Regions from separate parts of the Mus musculus genome. Here regions 1, 2, 3, 4, 5 and 6 are each linked to region 7. The links are chromatin contacts, called in public Hi-C, HiChIP or PLAC-seq and Micro-C maps. All regions are on one chromosome and are shown on one strand. Each heading gives the region's core, a stretch centred on a gene start, on an enhancer-like site or on the middle of the called end of the contact. The rest is flanking DNA. Distances are from core to core; before and after follow the strand shown.

Region 1 (3,087 bases), core at 424-2,923, 480 kb before region 7:
ATTTTAAAGTAGATTTTAAGCATGAGTGTTAAGAAAGACACTCCAGGATGGCTTCCCAGAAAGAGATGCACCATCTATCTACTTTACAACAGCTGAATACACTGCTTGGGTGGGTCTTGAAGTTCTTGTCCCCAGAGTTGTTAAGAAACCTAAATGAGTTCACAGAATAGTATGGGCATCAAACAGAATTACAATGGATGGAACAAATGTTTAGAGTTGGGTATGCCAGATGCAGGAGCTCTTCACAGCAAACAAAGAAAGTAGTCGTATTTATGAGGCTCTTAGAGAATGTTCTAGAGAGGAATGAGGCCCTGCCCAAGGTCATACACAGTCCAGCCTTAAGCCTGACTTGTTGCTATTTTAAATAGCAGCATAGTAAAATACCCGTATCAGAAAAGAGCAGCTTGTAGACAACTTATACAGAGAACATTAATTGTGCTGAAATTCTCAAACCCTAGCTAGTTTCTGGGTTGAGCGGTTCCTGTCCCTCCTGTGCCCCTATAATTTTTACTGTCTTTGCCATGCTTGCTTAAGGAGAAAGGGCCACCAATATGTATCAAATCTGCTCCTGAGGCTCTAAGTACATCAAGTCTGGTGGGAGAGGTGAAAGGCTGTGGGCACAGTGAGCCTTCCCAGCCCAGAGGGCACTGCCATGCCTTATGTCTACAGCCAGCCTTCCCTGGAGTCTGTGTGTCTCTGAGCTTCATTACTTAGTTACTGATCTGAACAAAAGAGCACCCTCCAGAAAACTCCAAAATGGCTGCCCCTGCCTCTGAAGCAGGAACATATATGAGCATGCTGGAGAAGAGAGGTGTATGTAATTCTTCTCCTCTTAAAGTCCCGTCTTCTTTGGAGTTACGTCCAGTAGAAATCTCTGGTGGCCAGGACAGCTCTTAGAGTAACCATTTGACCCAGTTTTCCTGGGACGGCTGAGCTCTGAGATGTGAGCTTCGCAGTGTTATTTTGGAGTTTGTTTGGTTTGGGTTTTTTGCACTCCTTGAGTCCTACCCCCGTGTTATCTACCCAGCCTGCTTTTCTGTTTTAAAAGCAAACAAACTGAGAAAGAGTTGGCACTTAGGACTTACAGACTTTAATATAACATACCCTCTGCCTGTCCTTCCCATTCAGCTAAAGCTAACTTTTCTCTTAAAGATCGCTTCTAAATTCTGAGCCGAGCCGTGGCTCCGGGTGGTCACATGACCAAGAATCCTACTCCAAGAGGCCATTTGCCTTAGACGATGCAATGGGTATAACTTCATTACTAGTTTTAGGCCTAGGGACATACAATATGGAACCATTTCCTACAAATGTCTGGTCCAAGGAGTTTGGGGACACCATCACGACCAATGTGAGCCTTGACTAGAGCAGGTCAAAGCCGAATGCTTGTTTCCTATGCCCTAGCCTTGCCCTTTTATCTTCCCCAGCTTGGTAAACGAGATGCACTATCCAGTGGACTTCTCCCAGTGACAATGCCCCTCACGGGTCCATCCTCCACACAGCTGAAGAGGCCTCCCTTACCTTGGGGGAGAACAGCAATCAGTATCAGACTAGCCAGAATCCCGCTGTGTTCCATCTTCCAGAGGGAATCATGCAACAAATAGAGGCAAGCCACAGGATGATCAGCCAGGGTTAGCACTATCCTCCGCCAACAGACTCATGGGTATTCAGAAAAAGGAAGAGTGGGGGAGGAACTAGAAGAAATCTGCCTCTCTACCTTCTGCCTTTGATGGTGTAAGACTGTCAAAGCAACAGTGGGCTAGGTGTGGGGTAAAACACAAACAGGTGCAAACTGCTCTTTCTGAAGCAAAGATTTTGGGATGATTGATACAAAGCAGAGACTATGAGGAAAGTTTGTTCAGAATTCTAGGAAGTGTAAGGGAATTTAGAATAGCCTTTCCTGGTAACAAAAAACAAATAGCAATAGTCACTGGTAACAAACAAAGAAGATTTTGGGCTTCCTATGAACAATACAACTACATTTACTCACAAACAAGGAAGTGCCACCTCTTTAGATCCACTGAGAGAAACTATTACACAAGCCACATTAGCAGATCCTCTTGTTTCTGATCAGTCTCAGGACCCTTCACAGGACACTCTGGGACACCACATCAAGCTGCTTCTAGCCAGTGGGAAGATGGACTTGAGAAGCCCTCATCCAGACATCGGAATCCTAGGTCCAGCACATAGTACCCATGCATGGAGTGTCTCAGAGCTTGTCTCCCTCAGCATCACTCTAAGGATTGGGGGAGGAGTGTTTGCATCATGCCAGCCACATTAAGCCATCTCAGTATGAGAGTCTTCTTAACAATATAATCAATCCACTCATTTGTAGAATCGATCCTCCCCAGGAGACAATAGACTTTTCTACCATGTGCTGTGGGGATCTAACTTTCCACACTGCTATAATCAGAAGGTCATCTGTCTGGGGACAAAATTATCCTTTGTGCCTGGAATCACATAGGAATTCTGTGAATTTCTGTTATGCATTGACTGGCTAAAGGAGACAATAGCCTGAGACCCTGGAACTAGCCCAGGGTCATACACCAAGAAATAAGCTAGTTGTCCCGTTGGGATGTTCTCTTCTAGGTGGGTACCACTTAGATGTTCTCAAAAGAACAGTGTCAAAAATCTCTTAAGGAAGGTCTACTCTAAGATGCTTTTCCATTCAGAACTCCAGTCTCATACATGGAAAAGTTCTGCCTAAACCCATGAGTTCTGGGATCAAGTGACAAACAAGTCCAGACCTAGCCAGAAGAACAGGCAGGAACATTCATCACTGTCATCGAGAAAAAGGCTCAGTGGAGTCTTCAACCTATTGCGCATAGAGGTTCTAGTGGTAAAGGGGTTTCCAAGTGGGAATCTAGAACCTCATCCCCTGCCACCTGCTATCCTGCAAGCCTTAACAACAACAAAAGAGAAAACGAGATAAGTCAGAGCATCAACACCCCTGCTGGGGCCCCTGCTGCCCACACTCTACAGGAGAGGGCGGAGACACCTGGTATTGCCTCTACTCAGAGTCCCAGCTCAATGCATGCTGGGTGGAGCCAGGCCAGCTGCTGCACAGGCTGTCTGGGTGGCTGGGTGGCT
Region 2 (3,367 bases), core at 467-2,966, 360 kb after region 7:
AAGCCCACACCCCCAACCTGGGTCAGACCTCTCCCAGTGTAATACGGAGTGAAACACAGACAGAGTGACTGGGTATATCTTAGAAGAAGCTGGTGGAGAGACAGATAAGAGCAACATGGGCTCTGGGCCAAGATGAAGGCCCCTTTGCTCCTGGGCCCCTTCCTAGTCCTGGTGAGCTCAGACTAGGGGAATGTAAGGCATGTGCCAGGCTGGGGCACACAGGCCCCTTTGTGTGCCCCCCCTCCACGAAGACGTCACTATTCTACCCTCTGTCCCCCAAATCCTCTGGAAGACACAGTGAGCCAACTCTAGCCAGAGGCTATGATTTATGTTCCCACAGTAGCATGTCAAGAAACGCTGCAATACAATCTGAAGACCCCATCCAAGTCTAGAGGGGTCAGTCTCCGCCAAGGGTTAGGTCAAAAACCAGAGAGTGGGCAGGAGTGACGTCAGTGGTGCCAGCATGCTGCCAGCTCTTAGAAGAGGTGATGTCACTAAGCACAATCTGCCTGGACCCTGGGATGTCTGGACTGTGTGGCTTCCAGACTGGAGGGAAGGTGGGAATAGCCTTCTACCAACAGCAGGAACTTTGAATCCCTGCTTTCTAAGGGCCAGAAGAGCAGGGCAGAGCGAAACTGAGTTTTCTGTGCTGCGATTGCCTAGCTGGGTTTAGCCCTTTCCCCAGAAATAAGGTCAGTCTGGGAGGCACTAGACTGGAGTACCCCAGGGACGTGGCTGGCACTGGGCAAGAGGCCAGAGAAGTGGGTAATGCCCAGTCCTCCCCTTCCCCAGCCTGACCAGTGGCTGAGACGCGAGAAAGAGCCAAGAATAACACACGACACCGCTGCGTGTGCCCTACAAGGGAAGCCCGGACCCAGGAAAGCATGTCTACTCGATGGCTTAAAGGAAAGCTCCGAGGTGCCAGGCTCTCTCCACCTGACTCTAGTGGACCACAGAAGCTGTTACTGTTGTAGAACTTCTCCATCTGTTGTCTTTCCCCTGTAATCCCGTCAAACCCGGAGGCGCAAGGAGACCCACACCACCCGCTGCCCTTGCCAACGCCCAGCCCCAGCAGGAGCGGCCTCCTCCCTCGCTCACCTCCAAACTGGCGTGAGGCCCAGGCGGAGGGGGAGGGGTCGGCGGCCCCCTCCAGCTAGGGAAACTGCCTTTTCCAGCAACAGGCGGGCGCGGGATGCACGGGTTGGGGATGCGCCCCGGCTGCGCCTCTCTGCCGGGACTCCAGCACCCAGCATCCAGCACCCAGAGCGAACACCTGCGGGAGGCCGGGCCCAGCGTCCTGCAGAAGCTCGGCCCCACCCCTTCCCGCTCGCTGCTGCAGCAACCCGACTAGTCCGTTCCCAGAATACTCTAAAACCTAGGCTGCACACCCGCAAAGAAGTTGCACGCACGCGGGGCGCCTGGAAATCGGGGACTCTGGCAAGAAGGAGCGCCCACTGGGGTGCAGAGCCCCGACTCTACGTTGCTACCAGCTCTGATCTCCGGTACACTCAGGCGGCACAGTCCGGCTCCGTCGAAGACATCCCCAAACTCCCAACGCCTGGGCTCTGAGGGACGCGGGTCGGGCCCCCCACAGCCCCCTCAACATAAAGAACTCACCCGCGGCACGGCGACAGCAGCAGCAGGCAGCGAACAAGAAGACGCACACCAGTTTGGGCAGCCCCATGCTTCCCCGACGGAGGGCGCGAGCCAAGTGAGGAACTCGCCGCTGTCGGGGGCTGACGTCAGGGGGGCGGGGGAGGGGACCCCGGGCGCCGCCCGGCCCCGCCCCGCGTAGCCCCCCGCCCCCTCCCCGCGCCCTAGGGGGCGGGCCCCCGGCGCGCTGGCTGCGAGCTGCTGCTCCCCGATCCAGGCCTAGAGGCTAACTCCCGTTTTCTGGCTTGGAAAGGTTGAAGGAGCAATGACAGGTGTCCTGGGGCTCGAATGACTGGCCGAGGCGGCAGAAGCTGGCCCGGTCGCTGTAGACTCTTGGACGCAGTAGCAGCGCTCGCTCAGGTTTGTCCACTACTAGCGGGGACCCTCTAGCAGAGGAGCAACAGAGAGGTATCCCTGATAGAGGACTCTCAGTCAGGTTCCTCTACCCTGCTGTGGAGGCATGGAGCTGGCCCTGGTCGCCTTCTGGAATGACCGCTTCACTGCGGCGGCTGCCGGCTTGGCACTGTTCCAGAGTCTTCGCTGGCCTGGCAGCCTTGGAGGAAGAACTGTGCCAGGTCCCACAGACCTAGGGGTGCCTGCAAGGGGGCGGGAGAGTTGGAAACGGTGCCTTTTGGGTTATCTTTTCATATTCGAATTCTTGCAAGTCCCTCTTACCCTAGAGAAGGGAGGAAGGGGTCTGAATTCACAAGCCCATGGTCCACGCCCTGACCCAGATAATCCTTTTTGTCTTCTGGTCTCTGTCTCGGTTTCCCTCACCTCAATGAGGAAAAGTTAATACTAACGGATGTGGGAGTCTACAGCCTGTCTCCCAGAAACCTATTACTCTCTCTAATGCTTGAAAGCTGCCTTCCCTACCCACCCCTCAACTCTCTCACGGGGCAACGGCCTCAGGTTACTGAAAGCCTAAGTCTCCCACACAGAAAGGTGCCAGGAGCCCTAGCCTCCATCCTTTCTAATCCCAACTTCTCCCTGGGTCTTCTGGACTCTTAGATTCAAAAAGGCTCTAGCACCAGAGCTTCAGGAAGGGTTTCACCCTTGGCTGGGACTCTCACCAGGGAGGGGTCTGTCACCCCACAGGGAACAAACAGCCTTTCTGCCGCTGCTGGAGAGAGGGAGGAGGGTTGAGGCAGCAAACCCCAGAGATGGCCAGGTGACTTGAGAGGATGCTCTGGGCTGTGTTCTGATGACTCAGATGACTGGCAAATCACATCTACCTCATCACTCAAATCTCATTGACCCTCCTCCCTGGCCATTAGCCTCCAGACAGAGCCATGCCGACTGGCCTCAGGCTTGGGCTCTTGATGGGAGAGAGGAAGAGGGCCCTGCCTCCTCTGCCCTCCAGAGTGAACTGAGGAGCACTGGCCCCTGGCCCCTGGCCCAGAGCAAAATAGGAAGAAAAGCCTGTTCTCTGCAGCGATGGCTAAAGGATGCTGTCTGGCTAGGCAGGGCAAGTGCTGCACCCCCTCCCTGTTTCTTCATTTAACACCATTAACTTATCCTCTTCTCTGGCAGTCTGAAAAGAAAGGCAGCTAACCACCAAGGACAGTCGGTTCTGAATTCTTCCTCTTAGATGGATGCCAGGTGGGGGTTGAAGGAGTCGTTTCTGCAGTGAAAGGGAAATAAGATTACAGCTCAGGGTGACATCCCAGCCTTCCTGGTGCACAGAACCAAAGCAAACAAACAGACTATACTT
Region 3 (3,228 bases), core at 643-3,142, 270 kb before region 7:
CAAGTGTCAGGTTGGCAGGGATGTGTCTTTTGTTTGCTGTTGTGCTAACATGGCACATAGCAAGCATTCAAACATGTTAGGTGAGCTGAGAATACTGGTGCACACCTTCACTCTCAGCAATGGGGAGGCAGAGGCAGGCACATCTCTGAGTTGGAGACCAGCCTTGTCTAGAATGAATTACAGGGCAGCCAGGACTATACAGAGAAACCCTGTCTCAAAAAAAGAAAAACAAAACAAAACCAAAAAAGGTTAGGTGAGGGCTGGGCGTGGTGGCGCACGCCATTAACCCCAGCACTTGGGAGGCAGAGGCAGGCGGATTTCTGAGTTCGAGACCAGCCTGGTCTACAAAGTGAGTTCCAGGACAGCCAGGGCTATGCAGAGGAACCCTGTCTCAAAAAAACAAAAAAAACAAAAAAAAAAAAAGAAAGAAAGAAAGAAAAAAAGGTTAGGTGAATAAATGAATGGCATCAAGTCTTCTGATAAAACTCTGTTTCGATTAAAGCTGGGATGGCAAGTTAAGGGCAAGTGATGAAGCATCTTAATGAATTGTTAGAAACAAAAGCACAGTGAGCCAGGCTGGAGAGATGGCTCAACGATTGAGAGCACTGGCTGATCTTCCAGAGGACCCAGGGTTCAGTTCCCAGCACCCACACTAGAGCAGCTCATTACCATGTGTAACTCCAGTTCAAGGAGATCTGACAACATCCTCTTCTGGTCTCTGAGGGCACCAGGCAGGCAGGTGGTTCACAGAAAAACATGCAAGCAAATAACATACATACACATAAACATTTCTAAAATAGTAATTTAAAAATTAAATTAAATTAAATTTAAATTAAATTAAATTAAAAAATTAAAAAAACCCAAAACACAGCGAACCTGTGCCAGAATCTACTAGCAGTAACAGCGAGTTAAAAATGACAGGGGATAAGTTTGCACTCAAAGATCCCAAAATCTGATGGACTGGTTTCTCCCTCAACTAGTGAGAAAGCAAAATCAGCGCCAAGTTAAAGCAGGAGGTCAACACTTGCTAAGAGCTTGCTGAATACAACCTGAATCCTATCTGCGCCACTTGTTTGAAAATCACCTCCCTTTTTTTTGTCTCTCATCTTCTCTTACCTTGCTGTCCTGGGGTTGGAGTGCTAATACTGGCAACCTCTTCCGAGTCGTTAATCTCTAGACGCTCATCGTATGTCTGGTTCTCAACAATTTTGGTCTAAGCAAAAGGAAATACGATTACATAGCTCCTATCATGGGATATACATCCAGCCTCGGTGCAGAGATGCATTCACCCCGATCCAAGCTTTCCCCCAAAGGAAAGTTTCCTGACCCAAGAGCATTATTTAGCTAGCATTGGCTGGGTGCCAAGAGAAGTGCAGTGGAAAACGGTATCCAACCCTTCCCAGCAGCAACCCAAAAGCTCTACATAAGATGCAGGCAGGGAAGCACAGCATGCACAGCCAGACTGCGGCCGGCCGTCCGTCTCAGGTTTGGTCAGTTTTCGCACAGCTGTTGAGGCTTCTGCCAGAGGTGGAGGGTATGGGGATGGGACAGGATGGTCCTGAGAGAAGGCAAATTCCAGCCTCGGCCCCATCCACTAATCCTCAGAGCATCACCTCTACTTCCGCCCGTTTTGAAGATAGGATCCCACCGGGTTCTCGGAGAGTCAAGGATCCAGGGCAGTTGGTGGGGCGCAGAGAGCAAAGAACGCTGGCGGGAGCACCAATTACCTGTAGCCCCTCTGGATCCGTTTCTTCTATTTGGAAAGAACCCCAGCCGAGGACTGGGGTCTCACTCTCAGGCCCAGCCACTTCAAGGATCCCTAAGTGCAACAAGCCGCCTGTTGTCAGTCGTTAGGGAAAAAGATAAATAAATCAAAACAAAGCGAGAGTCTGAAGGAACGATCGCGAGACGTGCCCCGCCACTGCGCCGCCACCCCGCCCCTCTGCTGCGGCCGGTGGTGGCGGAAGCAGAGACGCGGCGCTGGGATAGAGCGGCCCCGGGCACTAGGCGGTCTAGCAGCCCGCTTATCTATGGTTTCCGCAACTGAGTCGGTTGTGACATCTAGTGGCCAAAGGTGGAAGGCCAGGCTAGTGGATTTCTTTTCTCCAACTAGAAACTGTCATCTCAAAGACAAGGCTCATTTGGCCTACAGTCTCTCCTAGATAGGCCTAATCCACAGTTTAGACACTCTTCAAGGAAAAGTCCAAGCATGTTTAAAAGCCCTTTTATAGCATCTCTGTGGCGCGATAGCCCTTTTCCTCGCGATACCCTATGTCACAGGAGCATACTTTCTCTTCCTTCATCTGAGATTAGGATTTATCTGTGTCCTGTGTTTTTACTTGCTAAAGAAAACTATGAGTCAGGCAAGCTGGTGCATAACTGCTATCCTAGCGCTTTGGAGGTGGAGGTAGAAGGATTAGAAGTTCAAGATCAGACTCAGTAAGTAACTTGGTAAATTTGAGGCCAGCCTGGGCTATTGAGGTCCAGTTTCAAAATTGATAAAAAATAATAATAATAAAATAAAATAAAAAATAACACAGCTGGGCGTGGTGGTGAAAGAGTAGTAAACTCAGTGCTCCAAGGTATGCTAATCATAAAACAGATAGTGACATTCCTCCACCCACCCACTTCCTGAGTTCAAGGAGTATTCATTCAAAGAAAGTCACCCTGACCATTACCGGAAGCTGCAATGCAAATGTGCTATTGTTAGGGGCTCTTAGAAACTGTCTTGAGAGTTAACAATTACCAGGTATTCCTTGTGACACCTGTGACTTTGTACTTCCTTGTGACTCTTACCTGGTATTTTTGGTATTTTCCAACAACGCCCTTCCCACCTCCTTGAGTTGTGGTTTTTCTCCTTTAAATACCCCCTTACTCAGCTACTCGGGGCGCCACAGTCCTCTACCCCTGCGTGGTGTATGACCGTGGGCCCGAGAGCACTCTTGAATAAAAATCCTCTTGCAATTTGCAACAAGACCGTTTTCTCGTTGGTGATTTTGGGGTGTCGCCTCTCCTGAGTCAGAACGTGGGGGAGTCCTCATGTTGTGGGTCTTTCAGTGGCACATGCCTTTAATCCCAGCACTGAGGAGGGAAAGGCAGACGGATCTCTGAATTCTAGGCCAGTCTCATCTACAAAGCGAGTTCCAGGAAAGTCATGGTTATACACAAAGAAACCCTATCTGGAGGCCACACCACCCCCCAAAATAATAAAAGAAAAAAAGAAAAAAA
Region 4 (3,280 bases), core at 350-2,849, 470 kb before region 7:
TCCCTACTGACATGACAGCTTTTTGTTTTTATGAATCTTGAATTTTCAACAATATTTGTCACTACTTCAATATAGCCACATTAACATTTATTTTGTATTATTTTTATTTTGTGTATATGGGTGTTAGGGCTGTTGGTCTATCTTTGCACAATGGGCATGCAGAGCCAATGGAGGCCAGAAGAGGGCATTGTATCCCTGAGAGTGGAGTTAGTGATTCTAGCTGCTAGGTGCATGCTGAAATCTGAACCCTGCCTCCTTTGGAAAGTAAGGCGGTGCTCTTAACCGCTGAGTCATCTCTTCAGCTCAGAGCAATGGCTTTTTACACAACACATAATATTAATCTTTGCCCCAACCTCACTTTCTTAATGGTGACTTTTGAAATGCAAAAGTCTTTTTGATAAATTCCATTTTATAGATTTTGTTGCATTTGGGAGGTCATGTCTAAGACAAGATTGTCTCCTGTCTCATTATTTGTAGGTCATTGTTAGGGATTTGGTCTAGCTTTAACAATAAATGTCACTTAGAATATATGTAAAGTATTAGTAACAAATAAGAATAAAAGATATCATTGAAAAATATCTGAACATGTAATTTTATTAAACTAAATCTCACTTCATAGCAGTTATATAGATATACACTATCAAGTACAGCAAAGAAGTGCCTGGTACTCCTATGCATGTATGCTACCAATCTCTTGCTGAGGTATTGAGCTGTGCCAATATAATTTTTTTTAAGGGGTATCTCAGAATAGGGTAGGGTTTTGGTTGGTTGGATGGTTGGTTTGAAGTAACCCTAGGTTAGTCCAAACTCACTGAATAGCAGAGGATGACTTCGGATGCTCAATTCTCCTGTCTCTATGTACCAAGTGCTAGAATTACAGCATGCCCCACGGTGTCCCACTCACTACAGTTTTAATTTTCATTTTCCTTACTAAAACTAAGAACCAAGGCTGGAGAAATGGCTCAGACGACCCAGATTCAATTCCTAGCACCCACATTGCAGCTCACAACTGTCTGTAACTCCATATCCAGGGAATCTGACACCCTCACACAGACATACATACAGGCAAAACACCAATCAATGCTCATAAATATTTTTCAAAATTAAAAACTAAAAATTAACCAGACTTGTAGGCTGTATACTGTTAGCATTGTATAGATAAATCTAAGACCAACCCAAAATAGCGCGCTGCCTGGCACCTAATACCTGCTCAAAACGTCTTATACATTGTCCTTGTTGGTATTGTTACTGCTTCTAAGCCACAACGAGTGAAACGGCTCCAAAAAGCCATAGGACAGAAGGGAGCGTAAAAAGCAAAAAGTCACAGTCTGTGCAGAGCCCGACACCACAATAGTGTATCTGCCCTCAAGAGATGGATTTCCAAGGTCTAGCTTCATATTCCACAAAACTTCAAAGCACGCAGTCATAGCCAACCCTGCCCCGCCCCGCCCTGCTGCCTAGCCCAATCCCAAAGCCACTTCCGGCCCGCCCCCCACCCTCGCTAGCTGCCAGCAAACGTGCGCATGCGCCTCCTCGGTGTTTTCTCTGTCATTAGCGAAGCCCGACACCGCCCTACTTCCGGCGCGGGGTAAAGACCCAACAGGCTCGGCGCTCAGCGATGATGTCAGCTCCGGTTGCCTTGCTGAGTCGGAAGTAAGAACCTTTTGGTCGCTGTAGCTGTGAGGTGTCGTCGTCCCTGCCCTTTCAGGCTCCGGTAAGAGGCAAGGTATAAGAGGACGAGAGTGTTGAGGCTGCGACCCGGTTTTCTCCTAAGCAATTGCCAGTCAAGGCCCCTGCATGCCTGCTGTTCTCAACTGCTTGCCTGACCCGGGTCCGTCTTGAACTTCGACCCTGTCTAATCTGGAAACCCTTACGGTGCTCCGGCGTCCGGTGGCTCTGCACATTCCCTTCTTCTTTGCCAAGTCCCTGCTAGGAAAGGCCCGAGTGTGGGCTGTGGCTGTCTTTTGACTTATTTTATCTAGGACCTGCGCAGGGTGGGTGGGTCTCCCTGCTGCCTATGAATGTTACTGAACCCCAAAGGATAAAATACGAAGAGTGAACGACAGTGCCAGATGCCAAGGAGACAAAATGAAGCTCGACTCATAGCAATCAAACCAGTAGGGTGCGTGTAGCAAGAGGTTGACTTTTAAAGCGAGTGACGGCTTCCCAGCTGTAGCTCTTTGGATTCTGCTCGAGTTTTTCTTGGTCGAGAAAACATTTCTCAGATTGACCATAGAGTCAGACGTTTTGTGTTTAGTATTGTTCCTTTTAGGATTCTTTTTTGTCTCCTAGAGCAAGAATGGGTTAAGTCTCAATGTCATTGACTTTTTTGGTCCCAGAGACATAAAATGGGGCCCAAGATGAAATGCCAGGGTTTGTTAGAGACGGTTTTGTTTGTTGTGTTGTGTTCTTTTTTTGTTTTCGGACGTGTATGTGCTTCACTTGATGAGATCCTAGCTTGCAGATAAACGTATTGCAAGGATTTTTGTTACGACACCTAATGTAACACTGAAGGTATTTCCAGGTAGACATGTTACTTTGGGAACATTTTTAAATTCCAAAATAGAGACTTTATGGAGTACAATTTAATACAGTGTAATTTGGGCTTGGGGTAGGGAGTTGCTGGGGTTATAAACTAAGCCCTGGTGCATACTAAGTGCTCTAGAACAGAGCTACACCCAACCCCACCTTAGCCATAGAACTTGGCTATAGCAATCTGTTTTTCAGTGTTACCAATAGTTCTACTTTAAAACTGGATTGGACATGATCTTAAAATATCTGTATGCTCTCAGGAGCCAGTAGTGGCCTTAAAGGATTAGCAGCACTCTATATAAGTAGAAGCTTGAGTCAGGAGAAAATGAGAGAATTGTATGGGTCCAATGGTTGACACTTCCTAGAGATGTAGACTTTTGCAGCAGGTATGTAAAGTGAAGTTACTTACTAAAAATGAATCAAATCCAAAAGCCTTGGGGGGGCTGGTAGTTGTGCCATCCCAAAAGCTATCAAGAAAGTGGATGTGTTTCTGTGTGGCAACTGAAAACAAGGAATTTGGGTTTATTATTACTATTACTGTTTCTTTTTAAAGATAATTTTTTTAGTTTTGCTTATGTCTCCATATGTGTTTCTGTATATATGCATGCCATATGTGTGCAGCTGCCCACAAAAGTAAAGGGTATTGGATCCCCAAGAGCTGTAGTTACAGAAAGTTGTAAGCTGCCCGACATGGGTGCTAGAAACTAAACTGTGGTCCTCTAAAAGAACAGCAAGTACTCTTAACCAC
Region 5 (3,244 bases), core at 724-3,223, 380 kb before region 7:
GTCGCCAATCTGTAACTGATCAGAGCAGCTATACTGAAGCAAAACCCCAGAGCCTAACGCAAAAATACATTGCAATAGAGAAACCGTCCACAATGGGGTGTGTTATGTCCTAAGCAGAGTCTTGGGGCTGCTGTTTAATACCCTTTCGCAGCTCCCATCCTCTCGGCGCCTAGTAAGCCACGAGAAGCAACAACGGAATCTGGTTGTGCGTGCGTAGTGTGAATGTGCGTTTTGCAAACCATCTGGGCTCCATCCTGCGTGGTTGGAACGATGATCGATCCCGGACGAGTTTGGGGAGTTGGGGCTTGACTATGTCTCCTCCCCTTCTCTGTTCCTTTCCTCGCTCCCCCCCCCCCCTCCCCATTTTCTCCTCAGGCACAGACGTCTCTCCGTAGGAAGGACGTAGATTTTTCAGCACCAGGAGGCCGTGGACCTCTGGAGGCGTGCAGTACACCCTCCAGTGGGCTGGAGCTGGTTGCTACCTGCCTTACTATGAACCACCCTGTCGTTCCCAAATCTGCCACCCGGGGAGGTCCTGGTTAGAGCAGCGCCGGGTACCGGTGCGGGAGACCTGGACGGCTGCATGACCTTCCTGCGAACTCCACCTCGGCTGGGGGTTGGGGGAGATGGAGGCTGCTCCGGGTCTGCAGGCAGTGTATCGATCCCTAAGCCTCAGCCAAGGCAAATTCTTCGGGCAGCAATCTCTCCCTCCCTCCTTGGCTTTTCCATCCCCGCAGGCTTCTAACGCCTCGCTGGAGGCGCCGTCTCCCATTTCCTGCAATAAAGTAAATCCCGTGGATATTCACCCCACCATCAACCCCCGGCACTGCCCTACCCCTCTTCCCTCCCTCTCGGCTTGCTAACCCTGTGTATCATAATGCCCTACGCCGGGCTTCAAACCCCCCCCCTCCCAATCATGAGAAATGTGCTGGCGAGCCCCCTCCCTCCGTGTGCATACATTAGGGTCTGCTTTGCATGCAGCGGCAGGCTGGAAGCGGAGGAAGAAGGGGCGGGGCGCCTTTGCCCGCCTCTTCCCTCCAGGCCCTGTCCGTTAGCCACCCAGTTTCAGCTCCGTTGTAACGCCAGGTCGTTTGCGGAGCGCACGCTGTGGCTCCAACGCCTGGACTGGGAAAACACACCCCAACTCCGGAGAAGGGCACGGAAACCAGAAGCCCCTCACCTCCCTCCAGCGCACAGTGGAGCGAGGAGGTGGCAGAGGCCGACCACACGGTTGTGTGGATTTTGGAAAGAGCTCCAAGCGTGAAGATGGGAGGGGCTCCTCTTTTATTGGATTTTATTTTTTTAAGGCGCGTTCGCCGAGAGCCTTGCCATTTTGCATAGAATCAATTGGGCGACGCTTGGGTTTTGCATGGAGTACAATGGAGCTTTCTGGATTCTAGAAGCGTTCCATAAGGGCTAAGCCCGCCGCTCTCCAAAGCGGCGGAGAAGGCTCGCTCCTCCGGGGACCCAGCAGCCGCGCCGCACTGGAAGCGGTTCTCCTGGGCCGCTCAAGTCCCTGCGCGTCCCGGGAACGTGTGTAATCGGCTTCTCGGCTCTCTCGGCTGCGGGCCACCCGCTCCCTCCGCCTCCATCCTCCCGCCGCCCTCGCCCCCTCCCCCCTCTCCCCGGAACCCGCCTCCGCTCCGGGCTCCAGGGCTTCCTTCCCCCCCTCATCTTCCCTGGCGCTGCCGCTCCCGGAGGGCGGGGCATGCACTTATCCAGGTTGCCGGGCGGGAGGAGCCGGGCCCGGGGCTCGGCATAGAGCAGCGGCCTCCGGGCGGCGGAGGCGGAGGCCAGAGGCTCATATGCAGATTGCAGGGCAGGCGGGCGCCACCCGGCGCTCGGCATAGCGGGCCGCGGGGTACGGCCATCTGGGCGGCGCCAGGCGGGTTAGGCAGGTTCCGGGGCCCGCCGCTCCCCCCCCTCCGCCTCCCCGCCCCCCTGTGTTGTCGCCTCTCCCTCTCGCTGCTTCACTTACGGGGCGAACATGGCGCACAGCTGTCGGTGGCGCTTCCCCGCCCGACCCGGGACCACCGGGGGCGGCGGCGGCGGGGGGCGCCGGGGCCTAGGGGGCGCCCCGCGGCAACGCGTCCCGGCCTTGCTGCTTCCCCCCGGGCCCCAGGCCGGCGGTGGCGGCCCCGGGGCGCCCCCCTCCCCCCCGGCGGTGGCGGCGGCGGCGGCGGGAAGCAGCGGGGCTGGGGTTCCAGGGGGAGCGGCCGCCGCCTCAGCAGCCTCTTCGTCGTCCGCCTCGTCTTCGTCTTCGTCATCGTCCTCAGCCTCCTCAGGGCCGGCCCTGCTCCGGGTGGGCCCGGGCTTCGACGCGGCGCTGCAGGTCTCGGCCGCCATCGGCACCAACCTGCGCCGGTTCCGGGCAGTGTTTGGGGAGAGCGGCGGGGGAGGCGGCAGCGGAGAGGTAAGGGGGCGAGGAACCCCAAGGTCCGGGGTCTCGACCCTCTGAAGAACCCCTCCCCTCCCCCATGCAGGTCTGAGGAGCATCCCAATTCTGGAAACATCCTGGGGTCCCTAACGTGGGGCAAATGGCCCTCCCATCTCAGGACCCCCGTTATGGGCTGCAGACCCCCAGGCGCCCTTACCCGAGGGCTCAGACCCTTCTAGTTGAGGGCCTTTAGCCCCCGTCCCGCCTTCTTCCCCTGGACCCTTCCCCAAATCCCTTGGCACAGACCCCCTTGCGGGGGTTTCCCATCCCGGGACTGAACCCCTCCTCCCTTTCACAGATTACCTCATCCGAGCCAGATTCCTCCCTCCCTCTGCCAGAGACCTGATCCCGCCACATCTCCGCCTCCTTCCCTGGGCAGATGTGTTACTCCTAGGGCAGTCTTCCCCCTTGGACATCTCTCGGGTGGTGGCTTCATCCAGAGCCAGGTTCTTATCCTGGCCCTTGGGAAATCCAGGTCCCTTCCTGCACCTTGCTTCTGAAAACCTGACCAACCCTCCCTCCCTCCCCAGCCAGGTCTTCACCTTGCCAGTCACTCCCCCTTGTCTCACCTCTACCACCAGCCCACTCCCACCTCCTGCACACCAGGCCTCCTCGTTCCGCCCTACCCCTCGGGGAAAGCTTTCTCTCTACCTTGTCGTTCTCATCTCTCCTGCGAAGATAACAGTGCTCTCCCCAGCGTTGTCTCTTTCCTCATCTTCCAGGGCTACGTTTCCTAGGCTGCTGGTGTCAGGGATTTACCTCCAACTCCACCCCTTTCCCTCCTTTAGAGGAAGGACCAGAGGTGTG
Region 6 (3,092 bases), core at 172-2,671, 420 kb before region 7:
GCTCCACCTTCCTCTTGGGTTGTCTGACTTATATTCTCTTGCTTCCATATTTCTTCATTGCTGCAATCTGGTTTCTAAGGGTTTGAAACCTTTTCTAGTTAATGTCACAGATGTTCATACTCATAATTAGCTGGCCTGTCTTACCTCGGTCCAGACTGGCCTGTAACTTCCAATCTTCAGGCTCCTGTATGCTGGTATAATGTGGGTTTCAGGTTATCTTTCCTGCTTTAATTTGACTTCACTGTCTAAGGCAGCATGTCTCTCCCTCACTGATTCCTTGATCCCACTTCTAACTTTTCTAACCACCCCATGAATTTTACTTCAGGTTTTTTTTTGTTTTGTTTTAAAAGATGTATTTATTATTATATGTAAGTACACTGTCGCTGTCTTCAGACACACCAGAAGAGGGCATCAGATCTCATCACAGATGGTTGTGAGCCACCATGTGGTTGTTGGGATTTGAACTCCTAACCTAAGCGCAGTCAGTGCTCATAATGCTGAGCCATCTCTCCAGCCCCTCAGTTTTTCTTCTAAAGATTGGGCTTTTCCAGAACTTGTTCTCCTCATCAAATGTTACTTTCCTACATAGTTTTTGGGTTTCCTGGTTTGTTTTTGTTGTTTTCATTCATAATGTCAAAGTTACAGCCTTTGGAATTTGTATATTTTCTTATACACCAAGAATCTCTACGCCTTCCCAGATCAGCACCACGCTTAACCTTATGTTCCTTTGCGTATTTATCTTGCAACTGACTCCTTCTATGACTATTTAGGAATCTTGGTCTCTAAGGGGATAATGCCCAAAGCATGCTTCCACCAAATTACAAAATGCCTGGCACAGTGCAACACCCTCAACACACATGACTTTCTTCCTCTTGTCCGCACAGCTCCTACTGGCTTGTTTGAAAAACCGGATTGGATCCCAATTCTGATACTGGCTGCGGAGGAAAACGGAATTATAAAAAGTCAATTAAAGAAGTCGGTGAATGGGTGAGTCACATAATGTAACGCCTATGTGGCCCCTTAAAGCTCCTATTTGACCTCAGACCTGCTATGCCTTTAAAGCGAACGTATAGGCCCACAAGCATCTTATGAAGCCCTCCAGCCTCGTTTTCCATGTTTTCTGAAAAGCTATAAAACTGCCGCAAGCTAATGTGGCGATCAAGCCAAGAAAACCAATAACGCATGCGCATTTCCCCCACTTCACCGATCTTCCGGACCAACATGAATAGCTGTCCCAAGTAATGCCTGCTCCCTGAGGAATCTCAGGATTCTTCACGTGTTATCGCGCCTCATTTTTTTTTATATCTAGGTTTTTACTTGGAGTGAACAAAGTAAACTGACTAATGAGATGCCACAAACAGGGAATCAATACCTATATGTTTTGAACAGGCACAGAGAGGGGCAGCCTGACCTTGGAAATGGGGAAGGGGTCCTGCCGCGGGTCCTTCCGGGGGTGACATTCAGCCGGCGGTTCGGGGAGACGTACCTTCCACCTTAGACCATGGCCAAGTTCATCCGTAACTTCGCGGAGAAGGCACCGTCGATGGTAGCCGGTGAGCGCAGCCCGGGAGAGGCTCGCGAGGGGAGGGATTGTGCTGCGGCACCAAGGGGCCGTGGGCGTCGGGAGGGCTTCCAGGAGGCCACTGTAAGGCCGCAGCCTCGCCTGGCCTGCCCGCGGCTGCTTAGAGCTCACAAGCTGCAGGGTCCTAGCTCGGCCGGGGAGCGAGTGGGTCGTGTAACTCTGCCCGGCCTCACTCCGCCGCGAACGCCGTGATGCCCCCTTACCGTGCCGGGAGAGTTGGGAAGGGAGGTCGGTAACAGGGGAGAGAGAGGTCACACATCAGACCTCATAGCTGGTCTGCGTCTCAGCGAAGTATTTGAAAGCCATCAGAAATTTTAAAGACGGGTGAGAGATCTTTGAAAGTTATGTTTGCTTACCATCCTGGTTAGAGCCTAGAGAATTCTGCGTCCGATGAAGGGAATTTGGAACGTAGGGGTGAATATCCCCTCCCCAGTCAGCACAGAAAGCGACGCCTGTCAGCAGTCGTCTTCAGAACCTTGGCTTGGCATTCGTGAGGTTGTTTTGTTTGAAAATTCTGATAGACCGCGGTCTCTCAGATAAACACTGAGTAGTTATAAGCCTGAGCAGTATGTTCAATCGATACAGTTCTCTTCTGAGTAGAAAATTACTGTATTTTTGAAGCAGGAGATTAAGTTTACAATTTCTTCTTTTCTGTATTGTATTAAGTGGTTGAAGGTCCTATTTCCAAATGTTCAAATTTGGTTATGAAATGTGAATTGAAGGTGGATTTTTTTTCAAAGATTTATTTATTTTACTTATGTGAGTACACTAGCTGTTTTCAGACACACCAGAGAAGGCCATTGGATCCCATTACAGATGGTTGTGAGTCACCATGTGGTTGCTGGGAATTGAACTCAGCACCTCTGGAAGAGCAGCCAGTGCTCTTATCCGCTGAGCCATCTCTCCAGCCCTCTGAGGTGGAATTTTAAAAACTTGTAATTTTGAGCTTTCCAACCTGTTTGCATATTTAGTAATTCTTTTTTTTCTCCCCTTCATCACCAGCTAGTGAGCTATTTAAACCCTTAAAGTGCCAGCCAGAGTCTATAAATACTGGATTCCTTCCTATGGAACCTGAGGCTGCCAATAGCTGTTTTCCAAAGAATTTCCTTAGTAAAAAATCATTAGGTGATCTGAAGCAACGTACTACAATTTTTACACCAATACAACCAAAAGGCTTTGACGTTTGGACTTTGATGGTTTGAGGTGCTATTTTTAATATTTCGTAGAGAGTATTTTTCCGGCCGTATGACTTTTGCATCTTTTAGGTAGCTTGTATTCAGAAATTTAAAACTGATTTTATTGATGAAATCCAAAATGAAAGACATTATCAAGGTAAACTTTGGTCAAGAAACAACATAAAACCTTTCCACTGTTGTAACTGTAAGATAACTTGTTCTGCCAGAAGTACTGAGACCTGAGGGCTCTGAGGGAACAGAAGGTTACGTAGACTGTGCTCTGCAGCATAGGCTGGGGCTTTTTTTTTTTTAAGATTTATTTATTTATGTATGTG
Region 7 (3,094 bases), core at 277-2,776:
AGGGGGTGGTGAGGTGCTATCTGGAGACCACCTGCTATTCCCTACCTCTGTGCAGTTCCTCAGATAAGAGCAGAGCTCTGTCCACCTGGGGGAGTGGCGATGGAACAGTGTTCCTTATCTTCTAGGCTCAACTCAAATGGAAACCCTGGGCTTTGACTTGGCAGAATCTATCTACCTTCAGCCCCAGGATCCAGCGCTTCCACTAAAGCCCTTTCTCCCTAGCATCTGATGGATTCTTCGCACCTTCTAGGGTTTAAGACTCCTTTCCAAGGCCCCAGACCTCAACTACGCTGTGCCCTGACAACTAGCTGAGAAGGGCCACAGGACCTGTGAGTCACTGCTCAAGCCCGAGCCCTATTCCCTAGGGTACTAGGGAAAGCATAACCGAGAGTGGTACCCACAGGTCCAGAAGACTCCCCAGAGCCTAAGTGGGGAAGGCCTGAAGAGGGTGGGCCAGTAGGCCCTGTCAGCAGGCAGGGATTGGGGGGGGGGGCATGTCAAGCAGACAAGAGTACAGCTTGAAGCCATGGATTCCTGCAGCCTAGGCTGCGGGCCCTTTAAGCTCCAGCCCGCTCCCCCCACCGCCTCCCCCTCCCCGGAGACCTATTAATAGCCGCTGGAAAGATCACATCACGGGAGAGGATATTTATCCCCCCTCATTCCACACCAGCTCAGATTTATTTCAGCTCTGCTGTCCTGCTGCCGCCGCCTGGCCCTGTCTGCCCGCTTCTCCTGGGGAGGAGGGAGGCAGGCACCACCCCCACTCCAGCTCCTACCCCCGACTAGACTGAGGCTGGAGGGCGCCATCACACCCCCAACACTAGGGTAGGATGAGGGTCTGTTCTAACGGTTTTAGAAGGGAAGAAGGGACCAGAAGCAGGCAAAGCTAGCTGCCAGTCTCCTCTGCCCCCTGGGCCCAGGCGCTAAGGCTGGCTGCCAGCTCCTGCCTGGGGCCAGACTTTACCATGCTACTTCCCTTCAACCCACTGGTGGCCAGGAAACCAGGTGCCCGAAGGGCTCCTCTCCAAACAGCTTGGCCCCATCATCATGGGCCCTTCCCTTCCCCACTCTCCATACACACATATATCCCACCCTCCGTGACACCCACACACCTTGTCTTGTTAGCCAGGATCCTCATGGCTCCCACACACAGTGGGGCTACGACCCCTGTGCGTGCCCAGGGCCCAGCCAGGTACTCGGTACTGGAGCAGGGACTGCAGCAACAAGCCCCAAAGAGAAAACTTGTGACTTAGGGAGGGGGTGTGTGAAGGGGAGGGAAAGGGAGAACCCAACGCCCCGGGACTAAGGAACTGGATAGGGTAGGATAGGATTGGAGAGAGAGGACTTCTCAATCCTAAAGACCAGTCCAGTCCCCATCCCTTCCACACCTTGTCCACGGGGAGCTTGCAGTATCGTGCAAGCCCCCCACCCTAGGCACCCCCCTCCAAGGGCTGTAGAGTCAGAATTCACTAATAGGCTTGGTCGCAAAAGTGACGCGTGGGGCGGCTGCGAGGTCTGCTCTGGCCCACTGGGGGACTCCCGCTCCGAGACACGCCCCTCGCCCAGGATTCGGGAATCCCTCACGCCCCGCCCCAGCACTGCGCCCTGTCCCCGGGCGCTGCAGCCTCCCAGGGGCCGGGGTGGGCGCACTGCCCTGCCCCGCCCCCAGCTCCAGGCCTAGCCCGTGCCCATCCCGGCAGGCCCGGGCGGGCAGCGAGAGGCCTGGCGGGGCCCCGAGGCTGCAGCTGGGCTCTTTTGGAGACCAGTAACGCTGGCTCAGATTCCTCCCCGACCGCAAGAATGCAGGAGCCTCCCCTCCCCCCTCCCTTGCACCCCCCCTACCCCGCCCCCTTCGGCAAAGCCCGAGTGTAGAGACAGAGCGAGCTTGGAGCAAGAGAGCCAGCGAGGCAGCGAGCGAGGTTGAGGGAAGCGGACAGGACTGCAGCGTGGATCTCCCGGGTCCACTGGAGGGCGCGCAGACAGACACATGGACAAGTCCTCCAGGGACTAAAAGGGCGCTAGCCGGTTGGGCAGACTGGGCGCACAGAGCTGGGACTTAAGAGACCCACAAGCACCTCTCTGTGACTCACACGCACACTTACATCTCACACGTGGACAGGGAGACAAAGACACGCACGGAGCCCAGGAAACTAGAGACGCTCACGGCCAGCCGACGGAGGTGTGCCCGAGGGACTGGGCAGCGCGAACCAGCCGGAGTCGCCGGGCAGCCTGGGGCACACAGATACCCCGGCCACCCAGCAGAGGGATAGCCGGTGGACTCATTGAACAGATGTGAAGACTGAGACCCAGACACAAGGGAGCCATAGAAAGTTGAGCCCGACAGTCACAAAGAATACACAGAGGGCCACAGAGACACCAACAAGCTGACTTACACAAACACAGACACCTCAAGCAACCGCCCCCTGCTCTGTCCCCTTTCCCCGCCCCCAGCAGAGATCCCGGTAGAAGGTGGGGGAGGGAAGGGGAGGAGTCTTGAGCCCTAGAGGCTCTTCCCGCGACAGGTCCAGCTAGACACACCCGTGTACACTCCAGCTCCCGGCTCAGCTGCTGGAAGCCGGGCTGGAACCTCCAAGCAAGGGGGAAACCTCCCAGGTACTTTGCAGCCGTCTAACCCCTATAGAACACTGGGCTTCCCCACTCCAACTCTGTCTCTGAAAAAGATCCCAAAGTCCTAGGACCTAGTTTGCAGCACACACACACACACACACACACACACACACACACACACACCACAACCAGGAAAGAACAGAAAGGCAGAAGTCACTGAGGAGTCCTGGGGAAATCACCTTGGTCAATAGAGGACCTGCTGTTTAAGTTCTCACCTCCATCCCTGGTTGATTCTCAAAGCTATCTCCCCAGTCTCACAAGGAGGAACTGAGGTTCCAGAAAAGCTGTGTGCTCTTGGGTCACATGACAGCATGGGCGACCCAGGACCCCCACTCCAGGTACTTTGGGCCCCTGACTATTCATCTCAGTCTAAATCAAGTCAGTGGGCTTTTCACACATGAGCCCCCAGAACTTATCACCTGTTATGAGGGATGGGGACGGGCTATCTAGAACTTTCTGTTGAGGG

What was found. A called contact is a pair of places that touch in the nucleus more often than the background predicts. HiChIP or PLAC-seq counts read pairs in DNA pulled down with a chosen protein or histone mark.
Region 1: a contact with region 7 is called in a Hi-C map of CD4 T cells, with 3 times the contacts expected there. The contact joins the promoter of Cd3d here to the promoter of Bcl9l in region 7. A contact is called at or near these places in 1 of 39 promoter capture datasets (pre-B cells), 3 of 484 Hi-C or Micro-C datasets (CD4 T cells and CD8 T cells), 4 of 115 datasets of contacts at active chromatin or transcription factors (the SCID.adh cell line, pro-B cells, regulatory T cell precursor and 1 more) and 1 of 9 other capture datasets (liver).
Region 2: a Micro-C map of embryonic stem cells shows a contact between it and region 7, with 3 times the contacts expected there. The contact joins the promoter of Mcam here to the promoter of Bcl9l in region 7. A contact is called at or near these places in 26 of 484 Hi-C or Micro-C datasets (B cells, the Ba/F3 cell line, CD4 T cells and 9 more) and 6 of 115 datasets of contacts at active chromatin or transcription factors (bone marrow-derived macrophages, embryonic stem cells, pancreatic cancer cells and 1 more).
Region 3: an H3K4me3 HiChIP or PLAC-seq map of bone marrow-derived macrophages shows a contact between it and region 7, with 2.7 times the contacts expected there. The contact joins the promoter of Ift46 here to the promoter of Bcl9l in region 7. A contact is called at or near these places in 9 of 39 promoter capture datasets (the 3T3-L1 cell line, 3T3-L1-derived adipocytes, the C10 cell line and 5 more), 5 of 484 Hi-C or Micro-C datasets (B cells, the G1E-ER4 cell line, Th1 cells and 2 more), 13 of 115 datasets of contacts at active chromatin or transcription factors (the 230-238 cell line, the SCID.adh cell line, acute myeloid leukemia and 8 more) and 4 of 9 other capture datasets (adipose tissue, liver, macrophages and 1 more).
Region 4: a contact with region 7 is called in a Hi-C map of uterus, with 4 times the contacts expected there. The contact joins the promoter of Ube4a here to the promoter of Bcl9l in region 7. A contact is called at or near these places in 1 of 39 promoter capture datasets (hippocampal neurons), 2 of 484 Hi-C or Micro-C datasets (B cells and uterus) and 1 of 115 datasets of contacts at active chromatin or transcription factors (double positive thymocytes).
Region 5: a Micro-C map of embryonic stem cells shows a contact between it and region 7, with 1.7 times the contacts expected there. The contact joins the promoter of Kmt2a here to the promoter of Bcl9l in region 7. A contact is called at or near these places in 2 of 39 promoter capture datasets (liver and pre-B cells), 2 of 484 Hi-C or Micro-C datasets (both in embryonic stem cells), 3 of 115 datasets of contacts at active chromatin or transcription factors (epiblast stem cells, extraembryonic endoderm stem cells and pancreatic cancer cells) and 1 of 9 other capture datasets (adipose tissue).
Region 6: an H3K27ac HiChIP or PLAC-seq map of microglia shows a contact between it and region 7, with 5 times the contacts expected there. The contact joins the promoter of Atp5l here to the promoter of Bcl9l in region 7. A contact is called at or near these places in 2 of 39 promoter capture datasets (embryonic stem cells and liver), 4 of 115 datasets of contacts at active chromatin or transcription factors (bone marrow-derived macrophages, effector CD8 T cells, extraembryonic endoderm stem cells and 1 more) and 4 of 9 other capture datasets (adipose tissue, liver, macrophages and 1 more).

The regions. Positions count from the first base shown.
Region 1 is chr9:44,980,372-44,983,458 of GRCm38.p6, reverse strand. It overlaps Cd3d (CD3 antigen, delta polypeptide), which reads right to left and starts at 1,673. Exons shown (of 5, transcript NM_013487.3): 1 at 1,519-1,673. The coding sequence starts at 1,573. It overlaps Cd3g (CD3 antigen, gamma polypeptide), which reads left to right and starts at 3,028. Exons shown (of 7, transcript NM_009850.2): 1 at 3,028-3,087.
Region 2 is chr9:44,133,007-44,136,373 of GRCm38.p6, reverse strand. Mcam (melanoma cell adhesion molecule) reads right to left here and starts at 1,716. Exons shown (of 16, transcript NM_023061.2): 1 at 1,618-1,716. The coding sequence starts at 1,684. Gm10687 (predicted gene 10687) reads left to right here and starts at 1,889. Exons shown (of 2, transcript NR_152189.1): 1 at 1,889-2,013.
Region 3 is chr9:44,771,673-44,774,900 of GRCm38.p6, reverse strand. It overlaps Ift46 (intraflagellar transport 46), which reads right to left and starts at 1,892. Exons shown (of 12, transcript NM_023831.3): 1 at 1,728-1,892; 2 at 1,117-1,213.
Region 4 is chr9:44,963,919-44,967,198 of GRCm38.p6, reverse strand. Ube4a (ubiquitination factor E4A) reads left to right here and starts at 1,599. Exons shown (of 21, transcript NM_001346698.1): 1 at 1,599-1,714.
Region 5 is chr9:44,880,018-44,883,261 of GRCm38.p6, reverse strand. It overlaps Kmt2a (lysine (K)-specific methyltransferase 2A), which reads left to right and starts at 1,973. Exons shown (of 36, transcript NM_001357549.2): 1 at 1,973-2,413. The coding sequence starts at 1,988. It overlaps Gm39326 (a long non-coding RNA gene), which reads right to left. Exons shown (of 4, transcript XR_870694.3): 2 at 559-3,244.
Region 6 is chr9:44,919,071-44,922,162 of GRCm38.p6, reverse strand. It overlaps Atp5l (ATP synthase, H+ transporting, mitochondrial F0 complex, subunit G), which reads left to right and starts at 1,421. Exons shown (of 3, transcript NM_013795.5): 1 at 1,421-1,553. The coding sequence starts at 1,502. Gm30934 (a long non-coding RNA gene) reads right to left here and starts at 1,436. Exons shown (of 2, transcript XR_379340.4): 1 at 1,046-1,436; 2 at 1-935.
Region 7 is chr9:44,497,568-44,500,661 of GRCm38.p6, reverse strand. Bcl9l (B cell CLL/lymphoma 9-like) reads right to left here and starts at 1,526. Exons shown (of 9, transcript NM_030256.3): 1 at 1,389-1,526; 2 at 1,113-1,214. The coding sequence starts at 1,138.